Regions from separate parts of the Mus musculus genome. Here region 2 is linked to region 1. A link is a contact called in public targeted proximity ligation data. All regions are on one chromosome and are shown on one strand. The core of a region is the stretch at or near the end of the contact, and the rest is flanking DNA. Distances in the headings are between cores, read along the strand shown. Region 1 overlaps Fbxo32 (F-box protein 32). Region 2 overlaps Fer1l6 (fer-1-like 6 (C. elegans)).

Evidence for each region.
Region 2: a contact with region 1 is called in a targeted proximity ligation map of the NIH/3T3 cell line, with 5 read pairs. A contact is called at or near these places in 1 of 130 datasets of targeted methods (the NIH/3T3 cell line) and 1 of 9 other capture datasets (embryonic stem cells).

What each region holds. Positions count from the first base shown.
Region 1 is chr15:58,209,215-58,214,658 of GRCm38.p6, reverse strand. It overlaps Fbxo32 (F-box protein 32), which reads left to right. Exons shown (of 9, transcript NM_026346.3): 1 at 1-163. The coding sequence starts at 48. Among named protein-coding and RNA genes, the nearest start is that of Fbxo32, 3.0 kb to the left of the region's middle.
Region 2 is chr15:58,569,446-58,574,889 of GRCm38.p6, reverse strand. It overlaps Fer1l6 (fer-1-like 6 (C. elegans)), which reads right to left. Exons shown (of 41, transcript NM_001370912.1): 13 at 3,335-3,518; 14 at 1,181-1,301. Among named protein-coding and RNA genes, the nearest start is that of Gm36451, 25 kb to the left of the region's middle.

The DNA.
Region 1 (5,444 bases), core at 1,784-4,283:
TGGCTGTCAATCCGTCCCGTCCGTCGGTCGCGTCCGCGCTCTGTACCATGCCGTTCCTTGGGCAGGACTGGCGGTCCCCGGGCCAGAGCTGGGTGAAGACGGCGGACGGCTGGAAGCGCTTCTTGGATGAGAAAAGCGGCAGCTTCGTGAGCGACCTCAGCAGGTGAGGACATTCGCCGACTTCCAGCCCCACAAAACTGATTTTAGCTGGTCGGGGACGAGGGGGAAGTGCACACCTCAGGGGCAGGTGAAGGAGGGCAAGCAGGTCTGGGCCAGAATAAAGAGGGGGCTTCCGACTGAAGGGACAGGAGTGAGGTGCCGGGATTTCGGTAAAGGTCGCCAGAACCCGAGAGATGGGTAATTTAGTGTCTCCTCCTGATCAAGGACAGTGTCTCCCAGCAGAAAAGATCCCATACAGAACCCAGGATCCCTCAATCTGGCAATAGGGGATTATGTCCCTAAACACTTGAACACAGGCGCACAACTCATGGACTCTTCCTTTAGATCCCGCAATTGCAGTCACTGTTTTAAGTGGGTGCTAGCGACTTGGCTGTTTGCCTTTCACTGTCCTATGACAGGACCCCAAGAGTACAAGAGCGGTAGTAGTCACAAGCCGGATGACGGGCCCTGCCATGAGTGCTTGAAGGCTCTTCCCACGCGCAGTCGACGGCTGAGTGGGCCGAGAAAAAAAAAAAGTGACTGGGAGGGGCAGCCGATGGGCCCCGGGACAGCTTGCGGAGTGGGTCGTTGTGGTAACGCTTAGGGGCTGCGGAGGGAGGCAGGGAAGAAATGCAAGAACAGTGCTCTGCTTCAGGAAGGACCAGACACTTGCACCTGTTTCCTCCGTGGCCCTTTCGGTCTTTATACCGTGAGCACACTCCCATCCTTAGTGGTGCCTGCCCGCTGCAGAAAGACCACCCAGACTTGAAGTTTCACCTGAGCTCCGCTGTCTAGTGAAATCTGAGGTCAGAACAAGTGCCCACTCATAGAGTATCAGGTCAAGAATCAATCCCCAGCCTGGACAGCTGACTCCCTGAGACACCTGAGGAACCGACAGAAGTTTGTTTGGAGGCGCTGGTGCAGTTGAAGTCACCTTTCGGTGCTCTCTCCTCCCACTGTCCTTTGATTAACACACACACACACACACACACACACACACACACAACCTGCATCCCTAAGCTGACTTCAACAGAGACTTTTGTGAGTGTGCCAGGTGACGCTGAGTGAGATTTGCCAATGGTTGCTTGAATAAAGGTTTGGTAATTAATTATCAAGAAACCAGTGGGACCTCCAGGGCCTCCCATTTGTTTGTGATTTGTAATGCTTGAATTCCCTTTGTCTCCTAATGAGGTGAAACAGTTCCCTGAACTTAGGGCCTTCCAGGAGAATCAAATATATTAGCCTTGTGTTAGGTCCTTTTTTTTTTTTTGCAAGTCCCAGGGGAGTTTAGAACACTCTAAAGAACTCTTACTCACAGAAAATCAGATAAATTACCAACCATTGTCACCTGACTGTTTCCCAGCGAATGAAGTTAACGGTTATACCTAATACTTTTTCCTCAACTAAGTGAGAAGGGGGTGCACCAGAAGCGTTCTCCTCCTTGGAACCATCCATCTTCGGAGCCTGAATCTAACATCCCAGCTCTTTGTTTCTGTATAAAAAGCTTAGCTTCTTTCCAGGATGACGCAGCAGGGGTCCAGCCCACTGCATTATCTTGACTTCCCCTAGTAAAATAGGATAACAGCCCGCTGTGTTTCAGCAGGCTGGGAACTAAACTGGAGAGACCCCATCTCATCTGGATGCTCACTCCATCCTTGCTCCATGAGACAGAAATAGGACACCTCACTCTCCCTATTCCAAAATATCTGAAGAAGTTAAATCTGCCTCTGAGGCCCGGTGGTGGCGCACGCCTTTAATCCCAGTACTTGGGAGACAGAGGCAGCTGGATCTCTGAGTCTGAGGCCTAGGACTGGTCTACAGAGTTGAGTTTTGGGACAGCCAGGGCTATACAGAAAACAAAACAAAACCCTGTCCTTTTGTCCCTTCCTGATCCGCTTTCTTTTCTTGTGGGTCACACCTGGGAGCTGAAGCAGTCACTCTCAGTCATCATGGTCTCAGCAGTGATCAATACACTGGCCACCTGTGGTCCTTTGCTGAGTCACAGTTGAGGAATGGTTTGGTCATCTGCCTCTCAGCAGAGCAGCTGACTGTTTGCAGGGTATTTTTTTCCCCCAGCAACCATAAACAATCCCCTCCTTCCACAGCAGAAGAGTCTGCCAACTTCTTAAAAGCAGTGGCCTTCTGAGTCTGGGTTTGTGATCTCGGGTATCTCGCTGTTTTCCGTCTTGGTTTTCCTGTGATGTAAGGTTTGGGCCCAGTGCCTGGCTGCACAGGTGAGCTTGAATGCCCTCTCTTGTTCTAAGAAAACAGAAGGCAGGTCCTTTATAAAAGAGGGTGGGTGAACTGTAAACTGAACTATTGAGGCTTCTCTAATTCCACGGACAATCCTGAAAGTTGCCCAGCAAGAGTAAAGAATAAAGGCATACTCTCTCGGGGTTATTGTTTAAGCCATGGCTTGTCTGCACAGTACACCTGTTAAATAGACTCTGCTGGCCATTGTCTCTGTGGTCGAGGGCCCTGCCCTCCAACAGCCAAATGTTGCAGTCTCCGAATAGCCAAATAACCTCCTGAGATCATAGAAGAATTTAGATAAGCTTAAAGCTGACCCTTTAAAAAGTTGCATCTGAGCCCAGCTGTGATGGTACACACCTTTTATCCCAGAACAGAGGCACAGAGACAGAGAGAGGGGGGTGGATCTGAGTTCAAGGCCAGCCTGGTCCTCAGAGCAAGTTCCAAGACAGCCAGGGCTACACAGAGAAGCCCTATCTCCGAAAGCAAACAAAAAGTTGAGACTGTTGGTTTGTGAGGCACAACTAGGATTTCAAGGAAGGAACACTGTACAAGCTGGGGCCATCCAAGAATGCTTCAAGGAAGTGATGGTTGAGGTGACCAACACTGCCTCCTCCCCAACCACCCCTGCCCCGCCCCAACTCCAAGATGAGTAATCTCAGCTCTCTTCTCCAAGCCTGCACTTCTGCTGTTAAACGCCCGTTCCAGAGTTACATACTGTGTGTTGCTAAGGCTGGCCCAGGAAGGAGGAAGTTGGCCTTGATACCTTGAAGAAAAATAATAGAGATATTTTTACAAGCACTTAACCCTGTGCAGAGCACTATTGTAATAAGCCTCCTGCGCTAGTCTGTTTCCCCAAAGCAATCCAGGAAGTAGCCTTTTCAAGTTTGGCAACCTAGATATGACTTTGAGCATCAAAAATCTCACTGGACATAATCAGGGCTAAATAATAACTGCTTTGGGTCAGGAAATGGTTTTAAGTGTTTTTTCTTAATTACAAATGAAGTAAGAAATAAACCTCTTGTTTCCCATGCCCTCCTCTGTCTGTGCACCAGTTTTCCTACTTATTGTCTTCCTTTGAAAACTTTCCACTTCTTCTACAATTGCCTTATAGTATTTTGTCTGTGTTTGATGATGTGGGTGTTGTGGGTGTTGGGTGGGGGAGGGCTTTTTCCTTATTCTTGGCCTGTAAACATCAAGATTAGTAAGAAGGAGTTACAAAGTAGCAACTCCTCAACTATTCTTTTATTTGGTGGAGGAAACCAGCCTCCTTGAAATGGTTTTGCTTATTTTAAATACTTTTATATATGTGTGTGTGTGTGTGTGTGTGTGTGTGTGTGTGTGCCATGATTTGTAAATTGTGGTTGTTTTTCTTGTGAAATTTTTGAGCTGTAATTTTCCATTGATTTTTGCATTTCCTGGAACGAGACATAACTGGAGTCTCAAAATAGCCACTGAATATATTATTGCTTAAAAGAAAACATAAGTAGACAATACAAGTAAACTTTACAGCCCCGCTCCCCAGCCTCCGGATTTCAAACCCTAATATAAAATGAGACGTATAGGGTTTTCCCTGCGCTTAAAACTTTTCTACACTCGGCATCAATGGTTTAAATCCTTCTTGATTTGGCTTTTGAAATGAGTCATCCCAACTTAAAGCAGTTCTTTCTTGCATCCATGAAGAAAGAAAATGTTCAAATCCCCTTGAGCACTTCCCATGAGAAGGTCACTATCCGTGTCCAAAGCTTCTGCAAACCTGTATATGAATGGCTCAAAATAAGATGGCTCTGTTTTGTGCTTCTCTACATATGGAATGTTTACCATAGTTTAGAGGGTATACAAACTACATCACCATGTAGTTTGTAGGCTGTGTGTCTCTGCATATTTCTTTAAGAAATAAGCCTTCCTGGGTATTTTTGTACACTGGATGTTCTATCTTTGTTTTATGAAGCTTTGGGACACCAGGGGCTACTCAATCGACTTTCCATCTTTTCCTCTTCCTCGACTTTGATTAAAATTCTTTAAGTCAGCTTCCGAGACTTGGAGTTCTGCTGTTTCTTCTGCCCCTTTGCTTCCTGCTGGCCTGATCATGCCTGGTCAGTGACTTTGTACCTACACACACACACACACACACACACACACAGCCATGCAAGCAGACAGACTGACAGACACACACTCCTCCGGAGTTGTACAAAGCCTGACCGAAACCCTCACCCTTGGCTCACTTAAGCAAGGGCCTCTGAGAGAGGTCATATCTGCAACACCCAGGCTGAAGCCTAAAAATACCGTTTCCCTGAATGAAAAAGAGAAGGCTACGGACATTAGGGAACTCAATAAATGGTATTAGGTATGACTGGGAGAAGGGAAATGAACAGTTGACTGGGGGTTTGTCAAGTTTCTCCCTGTAGGTTCTAAAAGCTGCATGGGGTATCTAGCTGTGATGTCAGCATTTCAGGAAGACACTTAGGCAAGTCTTACTTACGGAGACACTAGTTGCAATGAAACAACACTGGACTGTTTCCAGCCCTCTCTTCCCTTCTATCATTTACACAAAGCAGGGAACAGAAAGGAGCATGCATGCTTGTATTCATCCCTGCTTAAAAAAAAAATACAAATCACATTTTAAATCCTGCAGAGGACATCAGAAAATCTAAGGTCTCCTAATATGCTAGTGGACACACACACACACACCTAGTTTGTGCAGGTTGTTGTTATAAATCCTGCCCGCAGCCGGGCGTGGTGGCGCATGCCTCTAATCCCAGCACTCGGGAGGCAGAGGCAGGCGGATTTCTGAGTTCGGGGCCAGCCTGGTCTACAAAGTGAGTTCCAGGACAGCCAGGGCTACACAGAGAAACCCTGTCTAAATAAATAAATAAATAAATAAATAAATAAATAAATAAATAAACCCTGCCTGCCTCTTGGTTGAAAGAGGCAGGGAACCCATTCTCCTGTTAGATTTTAGTATTTCCTCCCCATCATTTCTGTAGAAAGTATTCAGAGATTTTTTTTCCTTAAATCATGAGACTGTCACCGTT
Region 2 (5,444 bases), core at 1,465-3,964, 360 kb before region 1:
TCAATTTTATAGAGTAATAGAATCCTACTGACACTAAATACATACTTGCTCTTCTGAGTATGTCAGGTTTGGGGACAGGGAATGGGGCAGGTTGACTGCAGCAGTGACTATTGATATACATAATAATTTTACATTTCTCTTTGGGTCTAAATTCTAGGATTCTACTCAGAGAAAAATGGGGTCTAAGGGGAATTGCTCATATTCCCACTGCTCTGCTAGAATTTACAAAAGCTGCATTTCCTATCACCTGCCAAAATCCAGTGCCTGCTGACTCAATCTCCAGTATCTGAGGAACAGGCATCACAATGGAGTAAGGATTCAGGCTCTGGCTTGGGCTACCTGGGTTCTAATCTCCGGTGCCACTTACTAGTGAACTAATCTCATTATGCAGTCTCCTCATTTATAAAACTGGAAACTAATGGGAACTGTCTACACTGCCATCATAAGGGAATAAATAAACTTAGTCATGGAGGCCACGAAGGCCTATTGACACTGACCACTCTTCTAATTCCTTGCTCTCTTAGTGATGAACTAAAACTACTCTGTCTGAAGAAGAAACAAGACTAGACTTACAAAGCCCAGGGCCTCCACATTTTGTGAGCCGGCTACGCCTCTCAAGTTATCTTCAGAGTCTAGTTACGCAATTCCTAGAATCCCACAGCAGGAGGCATTGTTTTGCTTTACAGAAGCCAAGTTATGGAACAAAAATGAGGGAGGTAGAATTCTGTCCTTAGTGTAGGCTCTAGAGGAATAGGAAGTTAAGACAAGAGTCATCTGGTGGGACCTGTGGACTGCCAGTAAAGGACTAGGGGATGTCCATCCCAGTGAGGCATATGGGATGGGGAGGAAATCTGAGAGTAGGAGAGAGGACTAGTTAAAGCCAGATGTCAACTCTGAGATGCCTTCATGCTCCTGCCTTTGGGAGATGTTGGATCAGCCTCGTGTTAGGTATTGTAAGACTAAACGGCAGATTTGGTTAGTTTGGATTCTGATTTGGGTAGTTTGATTTGAATTCCAGGGGTTTTACAAAACATTCTCATTCCTCTGGGTCCACATGGTAGAAGCTTTGAAATGCAGTAGTCCCCAATTCAGTGTTACTTAACCTGAGGTCAAGACCCTGGTTGAATAAAAAGGCATATCTTTGTCCCCAGTTTCCCATTCTATCTATGAAGCCACCTACCAAGAGGTCAGCCATTTTTTCCAGCATGTTGGACCAGTGCAGTCTGAATGTCTGGTCTCCCCAGGAACTGATGAAGGAGACACAGGGCTTCTTGGCACCAAAGGGCAAATAGTTGTAATTTCTGTAAAAGGTACATTGGGTGCAGAAGTCAGTAGATAAGGAGTGGTTTTCAAGGAATTCCGATTTGTTCACGTTTCATGTGTTCTGTAGGGCTGCAGAAGAGAGGGTATGATAAAACTACTAATCCCATCCTTAGTCTATAATTGGAGACCTGTGAACAGTGAACGCCGGTTATGTGGTTACCATGGAAATGATTAAGAGTTACCAATAAATCAAGATGGCGACACACATCTGATTCTAGCACTTGAAATGAGAGGCAGGAGGAGAATTCAAAGCCATCCTCAGCAACAAAGTAAATTCAAGGACAGCCTGGGCTGCATTTGAAACTCTCAAAATAAAACCAACCAAACAAACAAAAGGAGTTCCCCCCAGACATAGGACAAAGTTTTAAAATTACCATTAGTGTGTAGAGTATGTTGGAAAAAAACCTTCCTCAATGAAGACTTAAGTTGATAAAGAAAAAAGAGCAAGATTCCTTTTTAAATATGTGCATTCTGAGCACATTGTATTGACCTGCTGGTATAACAGATGAGAGTAAAATTTTTTGGAGAAAAGTAAATTATATGACCAATGGGGATAAAGGCATATATACCAATCTAAATCAGTACTTGGTAGCTTGATACCATTCTTTTATCCGTTTGTCCACTCATCCATTCAATACTTATTCTTACCAGGCACTGGTGCCTTGTTTGGCTAGGAAGGACTAAGAGGTATAGCCAAGCAGCAAAGATGTGGAGCCCCCAGGAATGTGGTGGTGGTGTGTGTGTGTGTGCATGTGTGTATATGTGTGTGTATATGTATGTGCTATGGGTCTGTGTGTGCATGTCTGTATATGCTATGGGTCTGTGTGTGCATGTGTGTATATGTATATGCTATGGGTCTGTGTGTGCATGTGGGTATCTGTGTGTGTGTATGTGCATGTGTATATGTGTCTGTGCATGTGTGTGTATGTGTATTTGAACACATGGTCACCAGATACCTGCACTGTTTAGGAAGGTTGGAGACCTTTTGGGAGGCAGAACCTCACTGAAGGAAGTGGTCACTGGATTTATTGCTTGACTCCCTTCCTGTCCTCTCTCTCTCCTACCTGACAGTAAACATGATGCGACCAGCTTCCAATCCTGCTTCATCATGGTGGACTGTATCTCCACGAAATATAAGGGGAAATAAACCTTGTGCCTCTAGTTGCTTTTATCAGGTATTTTTCTCTTAGTAACAAGACATACAAGGCCAGAATTAAGGACACAAAAAATACCTAAGATTTATACTGGCCAGAACTTGTCACTTACTGGCTTTGGACAGGAAGGAAAAGTAGACCTGGGGCTGGAGAGATAGCTCAGCAGTTATGAGGGTGTACCACTATACAGAGAACCAGAGCTCTATTCCAAGCATCCCTGTGGGGTGACTCACAGCCATCACTCCTGCTACAGGGGATCTGACACACTATCCTGGATTCAGCAGGCACACTCACGCATGAACATAGCTCCCCCACCCCCACTCCCACCCCCACATATGCATATAACTTAAAATAAAAGAAATCTTTAAAATATGGAAGAAAACAACTGACAATCTCCAACAGTGGGTTGGAAGACTGGGAGTGGAGGGATCTGTCTAGAGGTGGCAAGCTGGGAAACAAATGAGTCTGGTGACAAGCTGCCCAGATGGGGACATCTAATCTGCCCGATCTGGAAAGAGGAGCAGTGGCCAAGGAGACAGACTGGGAAGTCAGTTCCTAGGGAAATGTCTGGACTGCTTTAACCTGACACTTGTGGAAATAGTTTTCTCTCAGGTCTAACAGAGCATCATGGCTGCTCTGCCTTTAGATGAATTCCCTGGGCGTGTCTCTGGGGGGGGGGGGGGCTAAGGACTTACTAGAGTGGTAGTTACAATGCTTTTCCTGTTTGCAGCTGGTTCCAGCACTGAGATGAATTTGTGTTTCTTATCTTACTGAAAGCTGGATGAAACCGTCCCAGGAATTGGCAAAAATTGTCACCCAGCAGAAACTTTGCTCTCACCTGCCCTGTCTCCTCCTACCTGTTCCCGTCTGTCACCAGAGGCTTCTCTGGGTGAGTGGTGGAGGCCATGGAAATGGCACTGTCCTGGGCCACATCTTTTTCTCCTTCGTGCAGCAAAGGAAGGACGTCCTCTTCAGTCAGCTCAGTCGATTTTTTCTTACTTCCATGATGAGACCCTCCATCAATCAGGTTCCCAAAGTTACCTTCAGAGACAAGAGCAATGGGCTGAATGTCAGTGAGTGGGATCAGTCAGCTTAGCATACCCCACATTCTCTCACAGCAAGGAGCTAGGATCAGTCAGCTTGGCATACCCACACCCTCTCACAGCAAGGAGCTAAGATCTCAAGATAAAGACAGAAAGAACAACCCATGGAGAACAAGAAAACTGATTGACAAAGTCAAGAATTCTTATTTTCCTGTTCATAAAACGTACACAAGTTGCAAGTCAACAAAGATGGTTAAGGAAAAAAAATCCTCTGAAGGTTTTAATTTTATTAATTTATTTTTAATTTTATTTATAGCCATTTTTTTTTACCTATTTTAATTTTATCACATTATTTTGTGTGGGTACATATATCTATGAGTAAGTGTGGCAGTCGGAGGACAACATGCAGGTGCTGGGATCTCTCCTTCCACCTGTGCATCCCAAAGACCAAAGTCAGGTGATCGGGCTTAGCAGCAAAATACTTTGGCTTTCTGAGTTATCCCCGCTTTTAACAGCTTAGTGTATACCGCCTACCAAAATTCGCCATGGAGACTTGATAAATTATCATTCTGGATGTGTCATTTGGTAATCAGATTTTATTTCCACACACACACACAAAATATTAGGAACCTTCTCAAAACTGCTTCTTCTCTAAGAGAAGTGTGAGTACCCAAAGATGATATCATGTTTTTAAAGGGTGAGTGGGTGTTGGAGAGAGAGGAGGAGTGGGGGAGGGGAAATGTTTTCATGTAAGAGAAGGTCTCTCCAGTAAGAGAAGGTCTCTCCAGCAGGCACAGGGACAGATCACTGCTCCAGCTGGCCTCCTAGAGCTGAAAGGAGGAATGGTCACTGGCCCCATCCCTAACCCAGAAACCATTTCCAGTTGATAACCACTTTCCTCCAAGGGAGTCTCACTCGGGAAACAAATAACCCTAAGAGCAGGCTGCATGCCCAGCAGTAGATGGCCACCAGAAAATGAACTCCGTGGCAGCTTTGAAGCCTCCTTGTCTCATGATGTCACATCAGAGCTTTACCTTTTTAAAATTCTTATTCTTAAAAATGTTTTTATTTATAAATTATTATTTTATATTTTATCTATATAATTTCTCTATTGATATTTTATTTTTACATTTTTATATTTGTATTTTTTATTTAAATATTTTTTCTTTATTTCTACTATAGGTCCTTTGTGCATATAGAATAGCTTCCAGCTTAATATTTTTATGGGCTTCCTGACTGTTCAAATGAGTTGGTGTCTGTCTCTTGTGCCTTCTCTTGACCAATTCTGATGTGTTAATTTTTATCATATCATATCATGTCATGTCATGTCATATCATATCATATATCTCTTAGCATCTTGTTTGTTTTCTGGTAAGAGACAGAAAGATGGTGGATCCAGATGAGAGGGGAGGTGGGAGGAAGCAGGAGGAGGAATCAAGGGAGCAGAAATCATAATCAGGATACATTATGTGAGAAAAAACATTTATTTTCAGTAAATCAATAAAAGGGAAAAAAAAGACAAGGCCTCTCCTGTCAGAATTTTGTCCTTCACAGTTTTAATAGACATCTTCATCCTGTGAACATGCAGACATGGGACTCCCTGCCAGGCCTCCAGCTGTGTAGCTTAGGACTGCATCTCATCTCTACTTCCTTCTGCTCTGTTGCAACATAGCTGCCGGGACGTGAATCTGCTCTTCTCTGATGGAATTAGTGCTCTTAGCTGAGCTGCTCCTTAGCCAAGGAAGATGGCTGGGGACTATGGCTGTAGTCTCTACTGAATGTGTGACGTATGGCATCAACTCTTCAAATCTTGCAATTCTGGAGGAGTCATTATATTTCCTATTGTATACACGAGGAAACCAAGCCCCAGAGAAGTGAAATCATCCCAAAGTAATGGAACCAAGATTAGTAACCCAAGTCCCTG